Linked DNA regions of Mus musculus: all the other regions are linked to region 2. The links are chromatin contacts, called in public Hi-C and Micro-C maps. All regions are on one chromosome and are shown on one strand. The core of a region is the stretch at or near the end of the contact, and the rest is flanking DNA. Distances in the headings are between cores, read along the strand shown. Region 1 has its middle 46 kb from the start of Gm13582. Region 2 overlaps Gm39833 (a long non-coding RNA gene). Region 3 has its middle 65 kb from the start of Gm39833.

The links. Hi-C and Micro-C count contacts between places; a contact is called where the count stands out from the background.
Region 1: a contact with region 2 is called in a Micro-C map of muscle stem cells, with 4 times the contacts expected there. The contact joins two enhancer-like sites. A contact is called at or near these places in 2 of 15 datasets of contacts at CTCF or cohesin (CD8 T cells and the NIH/3T3 cell line), 3 of 484 Hi-C or Micro-C datasets (muscle stem cells and uterus) and 1 of 115 datasets of contacts at active chromatin or transcription factors (bone marrow-derived macrophages).
Region 3: a contact with region 2 is called in a Hi-C map of myocytes, with 2.5 times the contacts expected there. The contact joins two enhancer-like sites. A contact is called at or near these places in 8 of 484 Hi-C or Micro-C datasets (the C2C12 cell line, the G1E-ER4 cell line, the N1E-115 cell line and 3 more).

What each region holds. Positions count from the first base shown.
Region 1 is chr2:61,019,050-61,023,235 of GRCm38.p6, forward strand. No RefSeq gene overlaps it. Among named protein-coding and RNA genes, the nearest start is that of Gm13582, 46 kb to the left of the region's middle. Within about 2 kb of position 1,947, at least 4 of the 459 cell types and tissues checked have an H3K27ac peak or open chromatin away from gene starts, as enhancers often do. A contact at or near this core is called in muscle stem cells, where this site is marked.
Region 2 is chr2:61,137,266-61,141,272 of GRCm38.p6, forward strand. All of the region lies in intron 2 of Gm39833 (a long non-coding RNA gene), which reads left to right. Among named protein-coding and RNA genes, the nearest start is that of Gm39833, 12 kb to the left of the region's middle. Within about 2 kb of position 1,841, at least 164 of the 459 cell types and tissues checked have an H3K27ac peak or open chromatin away from gene starts, as enhancers often do. A contact at or near this core is called in muscle stem cells and myocytes, where this site is marked.
Region 3 is chr2:61,060,335-61,064,143 of GRCm38.p6, forward strand. No RefSeq gene overlaps it. Among named protein-coding and RNA genes, the nearest start is that of Gm39833, 65 kb to the right of the region's middle. Within about 2 kb of position 1,932, at least 21 of the 459 cell types and tissues checked have an H3K27ac peak or open chromatin away from gene starts, as enhancers often do. A contact at or near this core is called in myocytes, where this site is marked.

The sequences.
Region 1 (4,186 bases), core at 697-3,196, 120 kb before region 2:
TTTGAAAGAGTATTTTCATCACAGCCACGGGAAAAGAGACTAGGTCAGGGAGGTAGTTTATATTAACACAGCTTGTGTGAACACCAGGAAAATCCACCATTTAGGCTGGAAGGATAAAATGAAATGAGTAGGAATTTTACAACCTAGAAAATGCTGAGAGCATGGGATCCAGCCTCTGGGGAGGTGACACTATCTGACCAGGCCTGGTCTGTCTATGTTGATACGGTGTGGTCAGTGCTGGGAGTGTCAGAAATGATCAGACACAACCAACCACCATCAACAGAATGAAGGGCTGTGTTGAAGCTACACTGCCAAGAATTCTTTCCTCATACTCTAGCTTTAGATGGCCTCCTTCTAGCACACTCTACTAATATAGCTTTTCAAATTGGTTGATTTCAAGAATCAGTGCAGATTTTGGCATGAAGCTCCCAAGTCAGAATAGAGAAAAAATGGGATTATACCAGCGAGAGAAAATAAGCATAGTCCTTGTAAACACACTTGAACATTTTCATTGCAGCAATAACGAATACAGGGATAGACTCCTCTTATAGAATTTGTTTTCACACTATCATCTTCCTACCAAAAGGAGAAGTACAGTTGCTGTAGTCAAATTAAGTATTATCCTATCAAACCACATAAAAAAGTAACAGACTACATATAGCTTTCTTAGGTTTAGTGATATTAATAACTTCTGAAGCATTTCATGTCTCCTTCCTGCTGGGCCAGCTGCTCAGCTGGTCTAATTCCTTTACCTAGTGGGTGACTCAGATCTTTAATATTAAAGTGTCCAGACCTTTAGTGGCCATACCTTCCTTTAGTTTGGATTATTTTGCAACAAACTTTGCTATTGAAAGAATATGAACTCCATACATTCCTTCCCACCTCCACTTTGCAGCCACGATTCCTTTTGATAATCAGGACTCATACCTCAAGCCAATAGAGTGGCCCTCATCTTGGTTGCTGATTGAATGACTAGAAGAACTCAAAATGACCAAGTAGGAGTCTTGTTTTTCAGTTCAGTGGAATCATCACTTTCCCCTTTGGTGGCTGCACTTTTCTAAGACCTCCAGATCTGCAGAATTCAAAACTGGGAGATGAAGTATCAACTGGTATGGAAAGGAATGACTCCATTGCTATCCCTGGGTGATCCCCAAAACTGTCTATTCTGTCTATGGAGAAAGCAGTACTAGAGAGGTTACTGAATCAAAGTGTATATGGTAACAGGATATCGTCTTGTAACTCCCATGTAGCAAAATAAATTATTGGTAGATTATTATACTATGTGGTCACACCACAGTTGGGTGATGAAGTTCCTACTGAAAATACAAATTTAGATTACTCACTTTCTGTGTCAAAAGAGAATTTCATGTTGGAGAATGATGGGCTAATTTAGAGTGAATGAATTGATCAGTAGGTGGACTGTGGAGCTTGAGTTAGTCAGAGGTTGGTCTTGCTATTGTGGGATTTGTCAACATCCTTAACTAGACAAACAGCTGGTATAATCTTATCTTTACCTCAATGGCCAGCAGAGTTGCCACTGAATTTTTTTATTCAGCATCTTACCTAGGAACATATGTTTCAGAATGAGCAGCTTCGACACAATGCATGCTTACCTTGCTTATCATGAATGTCATAGTTTAGGCTTTGTAAGTCTTGCTACAGTATTGCAGATTAGGGCTTTTATTTGACTTCACAGATTCCCCACTGTAGCCCACTACAGGATAGCGTTTGTTGTTATTTTGCTTAATCAGACACCCTTCCTGATGGAGGGACACTTATGTTGGTTGGATTTGGCCTCTCCTGATCTGCCCTGCTCTTTGAGAGGCCGGCTGTACTTGTGAAGTGAGTTTTCTGCGGTAGTGATTTTATCTCTTTAGTCAATGGGCCTTCTTGTTCTCTTTGTTGAATGATCACTTGCTGAAGTATGTGTCATGACAGCAGCTGTGTGGCAACAATCACGACTCTAGGGATCACACATTTGGCTTCTACAACACTAATAAAATATGCAGACAGGGATTGCTATAAAAGTTTACAAGGCACTTCAAAACAAAATATTAGACTTCAAATCTGGGCCATCACGACAAGTCTCATCCTCAGAATCTTTTAAGATCAGCAAGTGACTTTCTTCTTAACTCAGATATGGATTATGTATCTTTGCCGGTGTCTACATAATCTGCTCCACATCTAGTGACTGTCATGGGCACTGATCTTAAAGATCAGGACTGCTCGTGAGCTATTTACAATCTTAAATCAAGTGAGAAGAAAGAAAATAACCAAGAGAGAAAGAATAAATGTACAGAGAAGTCGAAGGCAGTGAGTTTCAGAACATCTGGGGATCTTAGTCTGACATGTCTGCATGGGACCATGTACTTGAACAGTAGATTATACTGAGTGTGAGGTAGAAGGGTCAATGCAGCTTGCACTGTAAACCTGACTCACTGCAGATCTCCTCCTCTGAGGCTGGCTTTACACTTATAACCTTCAAGTCACTTAGAAAATAGGCCAGAGAAACACACACAAATGTGGTATCTAAATCTGGAAAGCTCCAAAGGTTTGGTGTGTGGGATTAAAGCCAGTACAGTGGTTAGCCTTCTTCCATCTTAACGCTTTTAAAGAGACACAAAGAGTGGGCTTTCTGTATATATACTAGAACGCTTAAGTGTGTTTTAGTTCTATCTTGATGAGTGTGGCAAATGTAATTACTCCGAGTCATGCTAATTGTGATGAACAACCTTCCTGAGCACCACTTTGCTTAACAATGGTCACATGAGACAAAACGCACTGTGAGAGTTCACATTTATCCCTAAGGATCCATCCTTGTCTGCCTCTATCAACTCAGGTCCACATGTACCATGGACCAGTGTCTTCGCTGATGTCCAATAAGACTTTAAGATTTCCTTAAGGCTGGAATCACCTAAAGATTTAATGAGAACAAAAGCTTCTGGGTTTTGCACCACGTTTTCTAAATTGGTTTTTCCTAATGTACCCTTCAAGTTCCTCAGCTTCCTCTGTTACTTTTATTGAAATGGGAGGAATACTGTTCTGCTTGACTTCATCCCTTTTAGATTTCCACCAGTTATAGTATTTTTTAAAAGAAATTTCCTAAGTTATCTCACATGCTGCCTAAGGAGCCGCCCTGTATTAAGTTCTTAATGGCAGTTTTTCCTTGTGCTTAGAAGTGGCAGCTTAATAAGGCAACTATATGGGTAAGTATTCAACACACTATATGATTGTTTTTTTTTTTTGATATGTGATAATTTGGGTCTTAAAAACAGGAAAAAATGTACAAGAAAGACATTTTAGAATTTAAGGGAAGAAAGGTATCATGAGACTGGAGTTCTAAATGAAGCTATCCTTTTAGACATTTCTATGTGTGGACATAAAATAAAAGAGTAAAAATGTCTGAGTAAATAAAATGACCATTATTGGACTTTCTCTGTGACTCAATAGACTTGTCTGGATTCTGTTACAAATGGCAGAAAACCAAATTAAGTGAATTTAGTGGCAGGTTTTGTTCCTGACTCACAGAACTAATGAGTCAAGTTGGTAGGTTCAGCAGATTCTGATGTGAGAGAGACCTCCGGGAAACCACATGCCTCCCCAGCTGTCTTACCCCTTATGTTCTCTTCATTTGAGGCCGGCTTTGCCCATTAATACGAAAGGATGCCCACAGCCAAGTCTAGGCCCAGAGCACACCAGTTTGTCCGGAAGAAGATCCAATTCGTTTCTTATAAATCAATCAAAACCCCATGGCTAGTTGAGATTCTGCCATCCTCGATCATCCCAGCTATCACGAGGATGCTGAGTATTTTAAACGTGGGGCACAGGAGTGTAGTTGAATCAGCCCCAGAATTCATATGAGAGTCAGGAGGGAAGGGGAGGCTGTTTTTAAAGGAAAAACTAGGGAGCTATTTTCAGCAAAGAAATCTGGGTCATGGGGTAAAACTACAGTTCTAGCAATCGGTGTGCCACTGGCTTCCATTTGTCCTCCCTGAACTCTGCTAAGGGAGTCTTTGGAATCTTCTCCTATACTTCAGTAAGACCTGTCTAAATTTACTGCTATCTTATACTCCAAGGGGTTTCTTCTTGCTCCTTCTCTATTTGTTATCATTTTCTTTCTTCTTTCTCCTTTTTTTTCCTGGCTTTTGACCTTTTCTCTCACTCTGGACCCAGAGATGGACAATAA
Region 2 (4,007 bases), core at 591-3,090:
AAAAAAAAAAAAGTCAAGAAGGCATGTCTACACAATAGAATAATAGAATACTACACAAAACCCTGTAAGTGTGGTGAGGTGGTGAGTGATCAGACACATAGGATGTGGGGGTGTGGGGGGGGGAGAGGGAGGGAGAGAGGGAGGAAGGGAAGCAGAGAAGGAGATAAGGAGATAAGAAGGAGGGAATGCAGGGTAGAGGGGGGAAGGGAAGGGAAGGGAAGACTCAGAGGCGGCTCTGGAGTCTGAGATTGTCACACAGATTGTCACACAGACAGACAGAATGATAGCAACGTTGGCAGAAATGAGGAAGCCATGAGGACTCTCTGGTTTAGAGGAGAAAGCTTTTCTATGAATCTTAAATACTGGTGTTGGAGCCTAGCATTGAATATCAAGTAAAAATGTTAGAAAGGAAGTCAAATACTAAATACAGCTTCCACTTCCCCTTCTGCTAGTCTTTCCTCAAATACATGGTCAGCTTGTATAACTACGGGTGGGTTTTAGTGCTTGCTTTTCATAACATTTGAGTAAGTAGGTCAGTACTACCTACTTTGTAGATAAGAATCTCTTCTGCAGCCCCTGAAACCAACCCTCCACTTATTGCCTTATGGGAACATTTGACTTCCTAAGGATCCTATCACTATAGATATTGTCCCCAATCCCCTCTTCCTTTGGCTTCCCTACTGTTGCCTATAACCAAGGCTATCAGCCAGCTTTCTTTCCTTACACTGAAGCTTCATTTCCCTATTTATTCCTCCAGTCTCTCTGATGGCATTTAAAAATTATCCAGGTCTGATTCCTCTTCTCTTCTCTTCTCTTCTCTTCTCTTCTCTTCTCTTCTCTTCTCTTCTCTTCTCTTTCTTCTCTTCTCTTCTCTTCTCTTCTCTTCTCTTCTCTTCTCTTCTCTTCTCTTCTCCCCTCCCCTCCCCTCCCCTCCCCTCCCCTCCTTCTCTCTTTTCCTCTCCCCTCCCCTCCCCTTCCCCCACCCCCTCTCTCCTCTTTGTTACTGGGATGCTCTGTATATAACTAACTGTATGATACTTACAGTAAGTCTAAGGGAAGGTTGACCTTTTTTTATTACACACACACACACACACACGATAGCCTTCCTAGGAAACTGAGAAATGATATTTTAGCATCTCAGGAAAAAAAAAAGCCTCATCTAGAACCCCACAGGATAAACCCAACCACCAGATGCATGCCATCTATACCAAACACTGAGGACTTTTCTGCTGAATGTCGCAGTCCTTGTTGCTTCCTGATGCCCCATAGATGGTTGCTCTCCCTTTCCTTGCCTATATTCCAGTCTGCATCTCGTGGCCCTTGTGACTCCTATGCCTTCTAATGTAGACCATCTAAAAGAAAGAAAAACATGCCAGTACCCAGTGAATCCGGGTAAGGAGATGTTAACTTGGTCTGAGGGTGCTGTATCATTCCAGTGGATGACTTTTGGAGTTGTTTTCTTCTGGGGGCCTCCTGGTGCACATCCCCCTCCTGTTCCCTCTGGACAGCTGATTGTGCCCTGAGTGCTCTTGCTTCCCCGTTCTGGTTCCCTGTGTGCTTCTGCTTGCCAGAGTGTTCCTTTTATCCCCTTTGGTTTAATTGCCATGCAAAACCCTCTGTTGAGCTTTTAATTAGCAAGTTATCCCAGTCTGAAAACTGGAAACCCTGGGCTCTTTCGGCATATATTAAACAAGCTAAAATATGAAATTAAAGAAAACAGAGTTTTAGCCAACAGAAACAAGTGACTCATTTCCTTGTGAAAACACACTGGGTTTATGTTACTCTGGCAACAGGATTCCGGAATAGCGTCCTCCTCTCCCCCGTTTGGAGACTTTATGTGTTTCTGCTACAGTCAGTGTTCCACGGTGACCTAATGTTGAACCAAGTCTCTGGGTGAGTCACGAGGCGCAAGAGCAGTGGATTTTCTTTGAGATAGCGCATGCCCTGTCCCTTTGACCAAAGGAAGGAAAGTTTACTTTGTACAAGTGTAAAAGGATCCTAGGAACTCTCGGCCAGGGCTGCTCTGGGACAGAAGTGTGGTCCTGCTGTTACTCTCAAAACACCACCATCCCTTCTAATGTGTTTGAATTCCAAGTGCCTGTTGTTCTAAAGACAGCTGATTAAATCATAACGTACAACCTGTGTGCGCACCACATGGGGAAATGAAGATTTAGAGATTCACTGCACAAGACTCCAGATGTTTCTCGGGATTCACATCATGGGCGGGAACTTCCCGGTGCTTAGGGTCAAAATTTCGACCTACACCACTCCAAATCTCTACAGCAAAAATGTGCTGTGCAAAGCGGCTGCAGTAGCTCTCCTCGGCGAGTTTTTCGGTGCTCCGAGGCTCTTGAGAGGAAGTGAAGAGCGTCTTCAATTTATCAAGCTCTCGCTGCTTGGGATTTTAAGTTTCCAGAAGTTTTGTGAACAGCTTTAGGCATTGGCTGGATAGTCAGGAAAGTGTAACCATTAGGATGAGCTAAGAGTATGTGAAGAGTTTTAGTTTCCCCCCAGTTGCTACCAACTGTCTGCAAAGGAGAAGTCCAGCTTTTCTCAGTTCTGTTTCCCTCCCCATAAACTGTCTTCCCAGTTCTCCTGGATTTGTGGAGAAGGAACACAGTAAACAAACTAGGATTAGACTGGACATTGGGAGAGCATGGGGAGGGATGATTTAGTGACAATGTATACTGCATATCTTATTCCTATATGATGTCAATTTATGAAAAGAAATGCCGGGGAAGAAAGCTGCATAGGTAGCAGAAGACAGCCTAGTTGGCCATCACTGGGAAGAGAGGCCTCTTGGTTTTGCAAACATTATATGCCTCAGTACAGGGGAATGCCAGGGCCAAGAAGCAGGAGTGAGTGGGTGAGGGTATAGGGAACTTTCGGGATAGCATTTGAAATGTATATAAAGAAAATATCAAATAAATAAATAAATAAATAAATAAATAAATAAAATATGCTATGCTATGCTCTGCATGAGCTTTATAGTCAAATCAGGGAAATGTAAATTGTAATGATGAAGAAATAAAAACTATTGCTCAAAGGGAAAAACAAAAGAAATATTAGAGAAAGAATTCAAGTTGAGATAGAGGAGGTTGATTATTTTGGTTTTTTGTTCTGCCTTTTCTTTGAAACTTAGGAAGAAAGCTCCAGTGATATTTATTATATATAATAGAAACAGATGGTAGGGAGACAAAGAAGACGGTTGTTTTTTTCAAGACAGGGTTTCTCTGTGTAGCTCTGGCTGACCTGGAACCTGCTCTGTAGAGGAGGCTGGCCTCAAACTCAGAGACTGGCCTGCCTCTGCCTCCAGAGTACAGGGATTAAAGGTGTACGCCATCACGACCTGGCAATGCAGAAGGTTTTAAGGAGAGCTGGAGGCTCACATCCTCATTGTTAGAATAGAAGTAGAAGCAAAGGACTTCACCTCCAAAACTACACCTGTCTGCCGAGACTATGTCATCTAAACCATGATGCTGCTCTAACAATGAGCTGATGAAGCCATGACATTGTAAAACAACGCCAGATGTTGTTGTTAGTGATAGCAGATGCCTGCAATTGCAGGTGGATGCAAAAGAGTTAGGAGTTGAAGGCCAGTCTGGGCTATATGACACCATGTCTAAGTAAGTAAATAAATATCAATTACATGTGACCCTTCCTGGATCAATCTATCCATCCATCCATCCATCCATCCATCCATCCATCCATCCATCCATCCATCCATTGATTAATCCACTGATCGATCCATCCATCTGCCCATCCATCCATCCATCCATCCATCCATCCATCCATCCATCCATCCAAACAAATATAGCATGACAGAGCTATGAAGTTATTCTTACTGAATTAGTAGTCTCAACTTTTGGCGAATGTTTGGCAGAAATTCTTTTCTCTCTTTTTTACATTTCTTTTGTGCAGCCAAATACCAAGATGGAAAGCAAAAGATAATTTAGGTCAGCGCTGCTGTGTGAAGTGGCCCTGGTGAGCAGAGCCTTTCTCTCCAG
Region 3 (3,809 bases), core at 682-3,181, 77 kb before region 2:
CTGGATCCTACTAAGCACCAGGGAAGTGGGACACTGAAGATTCTGTGTAGAAGTGAAGTGGCTGAGTGTAGTTCCCTGGTATTCTTGCCCAATATGTGTAAAACCTGAGTTTGACCATCAACACATACAATAACAGAACCAAAAACCAAAAAAGCTCCAACATTTCAGATTTTAGTTGTTGTTTTTGTTTGAAACAGGTCTCTTGTAGCCCTGTACTCTTTGTGTATCTGAAACTGGCCTTGAATTTCAGATCTTTCTGTTTCCATCTCCCATGTACTAAAATTACAACAATGTGTAATTTCACATTGGCATTATGTGGTTCTGGGAATTAGACACCAGGCTTTATGTGTAAACAATAAGGAAGTACCTACAGCTATGACACTGAAGAGTAAACCACAGAGAGATGCTATCAGAAGGAAGATTGGTTCCTGGGCAAGGGGGGCACATGGGAAAGAGGGATTTCTGAGAAAGAGTTCACAGTGTACTTACATAATATGAATGTGGTGCAGTCAAAACAAATTATCCCTTGAACCAATAGCAGAAAGTCAGTCCTGCTATGTAGAAAGCCAGCAATCTGCAGGCACCTAGTAAACAAGATATAGTAGTCAGACATACAGAAGAATATGGTGAAGACTTATATTCAAAATTTTGGTTTCTTTAAAAATACAGACATATTGTGAGAATATGTTTTCATTTTAATCCCAGGTGTGGGTTATGGGGCTGCTTCAGATTGTTCACAGCAGCTGACTAGGATTTGCCTCATGCTCTAGCAGTCATGTGATTTTGCCAGCTGCTGATTGTTTCTGTGAGTGTGTGGTGTTTGTAATGCTGGGGATTCTTCCAAGGTTATATAAATGCTAGGCCCCTGAGTGGTGGGGTGACTGTTCGGTGGGTTGTTGTTTGTTGGCTGTTGAATACTGTTGGTGGTGGTTTGTTAAGTAGTTGTGGACAAAGAAGGAAGAAGAAGAAGAAGAAGAAGAAGAAGAAGAAGAAGAAGAAGAAGAAGAAGAAGAAGAAGAAGAAGAAGAAGAAGAAGAAGAAGAAGAGGAGAGGAAAAGGAAGAGGAAGGAGAGGAAAAAGGAGAGGAAGAGGAGGAGGAGGAAGAGGAGAAGGAGGAAGAGGAGTTAAATATCCTTACAGTGAAGAACAAATTGCCCAAAGGAGCTCCATGTCCCTAATCAGCAGGAAGTAGTTTAATAAAAACTTAGCACCCTTTCCTACACCTGAGTTTTTTGGGGGGATTTCTTTCTCTCTCTGTCTACCTTCTATTCTTCTTTCTCTTCTACCTAGTGTTAGGGGTGTGAAAGGGTGGAAGAAGAGGGATGGAGAGGGGTAGAAGAACGAACCTACAAAGTAGCCCAACTCTAGCTACAAGGAGTATTCTAAAATCCAGAGGAGGGGCAGGGCAGGTACAGGACAGTCAGGAGGAGCACTGGATCAGGTTAGTCTACTTAGAAAAGATCGCTGGTCCCATGCCCTGTCCCCGGGACTCTTCCTAGTCTGCTGTAGCTCTGGCTACAGCCATTCCTGAGCAGAGGTGCCCTCCGCTATGTGTCTTGAACTCCCTGTCCTCTTCACCTCTGCTTGGGTGAACTCAGTCTGTGATACTAATCAAGCTCTTTCTAGCTTCCTGCAACATTGGAGCTTCCCCTTCCATGTTTCCATGGGGACTGTTAAATTTCAAGGGGCCCCACCATTCTCTTTGCTCTGTGCCTCCAGGCCAACTTCACAGACTTAGGAAAGAAGGTGGCTTAGGGCATCTGCAGTAGCACCATAGTGAGCTAAATGGGCCTTTGTGGATGGGTCTGGGAATCATCACTCTTTATAATGATAGTTTTCTGTGGGGAAATTCTTTGAGTTCCAAACACTCCATTGACTGGTGACCTTTTAGAATACAACTGTCCTATCTAGTCTCCCCAGTGGGGTGAGGTCATTAGCAGTTGTCAGAGTCAGGATGGAAGCAGCAGACCAAGGCCAGGGCAGGCTGGGGTCAGAAGCCAGGCACTAGGAAGCAGCTGTGAAAGAGCTGCAGGATGGGACAGGCAGTTAGAGAGTGACATATTTACTGTTTCAGAAATGTGTTCAAGTGGTGGCAGCGGGACAAGGGGAGGAGTTTGGTCCCCACAAATCCCCATCGGTTTCTTCAAAGGTCAAAATAGGAATCATAACAGCAAAACATGCATCCCAGAAAACAAGGTTTTATGTAAGAGGTGTGGCTAAGCATTGAAAAAATTGCTATCTAAATGGATCTCCTATAAACTTTAAACTTAAAACAGTGGGGTTAATGACCAGATACAACTTCTCCTAAAATCCTGTTACTCTTTTGCCCTCTTTCTACCAGAAGGCCCTCCCATACTGAATACATCATTGGTGATGTGTTCTGTGGTTCTGCCCGTGAACTTCTATCTGTGCTTTCTGAAATGTGATCAGGGGGCGCATGCCTAAGATGCTTTTCAAGATAGGATGCCTAAATCTGTTACCAAGTGGGCTATGCAATATGTGTGTGTGTGTGTGTGTGTGTGTGTGTGTGTGTGTGTGTGTGCGCTCCCATTTGTGCAGATGTGGAGGCCAGAAGTCAGCATTAGGTGGCTTCTATTGATCTCCACCTTATTTTGGGGACAGGACCTCTCACTGAACCTGGAACTAGCTGGTCAGTAAACTCTGGGAGCTCCCTGACTCTGTCTCTCCAGCACCGGGATTACAGATTTGTGTCACTGGGCTGGGCTTTAAGAAAATAAGGTGCTAAGGCCCTTGTGACTGATTTCTACCACTGCAAACAAACACCCCAAAGCTCCCTCCACAAAGACCAAGACAAACTATTGTTCCTGTCCCTTTCCTGGCATCCCATATTAAAACAGAAAGAAAAACTTCTTAAGTTATTCCCAATAGCCAAGTTACAGAATGAATTTCGGTGTTCATCTAATGAGATGACAAAAAGAAAAGGGGAAAAGAAAAGCAGCAGCATCAAATGATACGGAGAGAAACTTGAAGCAATCCCACTAAAATCAGGGACTAGACATGGCTGCCCACTCTCTCCCTACGTATTCAATATAGTACTTGAAGTCCTAGCCAGAGAAATTAGACAACAAAAGGAGATTAAAGGGATACAAATTGGAAAGGAAGAAGTAAAAATATTACTATTTGCAGATGATATGATAATAAACATAAGTGACCCCAAAAATTCCACCAGAGAACTCCTAAACCTGATAAACAGCTTCAGGACAGTAGCTGGATATAAAAATTAACTCAAGCAAATCAGTAGCCCTTCTCTACACAAAGGATACACAGGCTGAGAAATAAATTAGGGAAACAACACCCTTTACAATAGTCACAAATTATATAAAATACTTTGGTGTGGCTCTAACTATGTAAGTGAAAGATCTGTATAAGAACTTCAAGTCTCTGAAGAAAGAAATCAAAGAAACTCTCAGAAGATGGAATGATCTCCCATGCTCATGGATTGGCAGGATCAATATAGTAAAAACGGCTATCTTGCCAAAAGCAATCTACCATCAAAATTCCAACTCAATTCTTCACCGAGTTAAACAGAGCAATTTGAAAATTCATCTGGAATAACAAAAAACTAGGATAGCAAAACTATTCTTAACAATAAAAGAATCTCTGGTGGTATCACCATTCCTGACCTCAAACTGTGCTACAGAGCAATAGTGATAAAAACTGCATGGTACTGTTATAGACAGGTAGATCAATGGAATAGAATTGAAGACCCAGAAATGAATCCACATACTTATGGTCACTTGATCTTTAACAAAGGAGCTAAAACCATCCAGTGGAAAGAAGACAACATC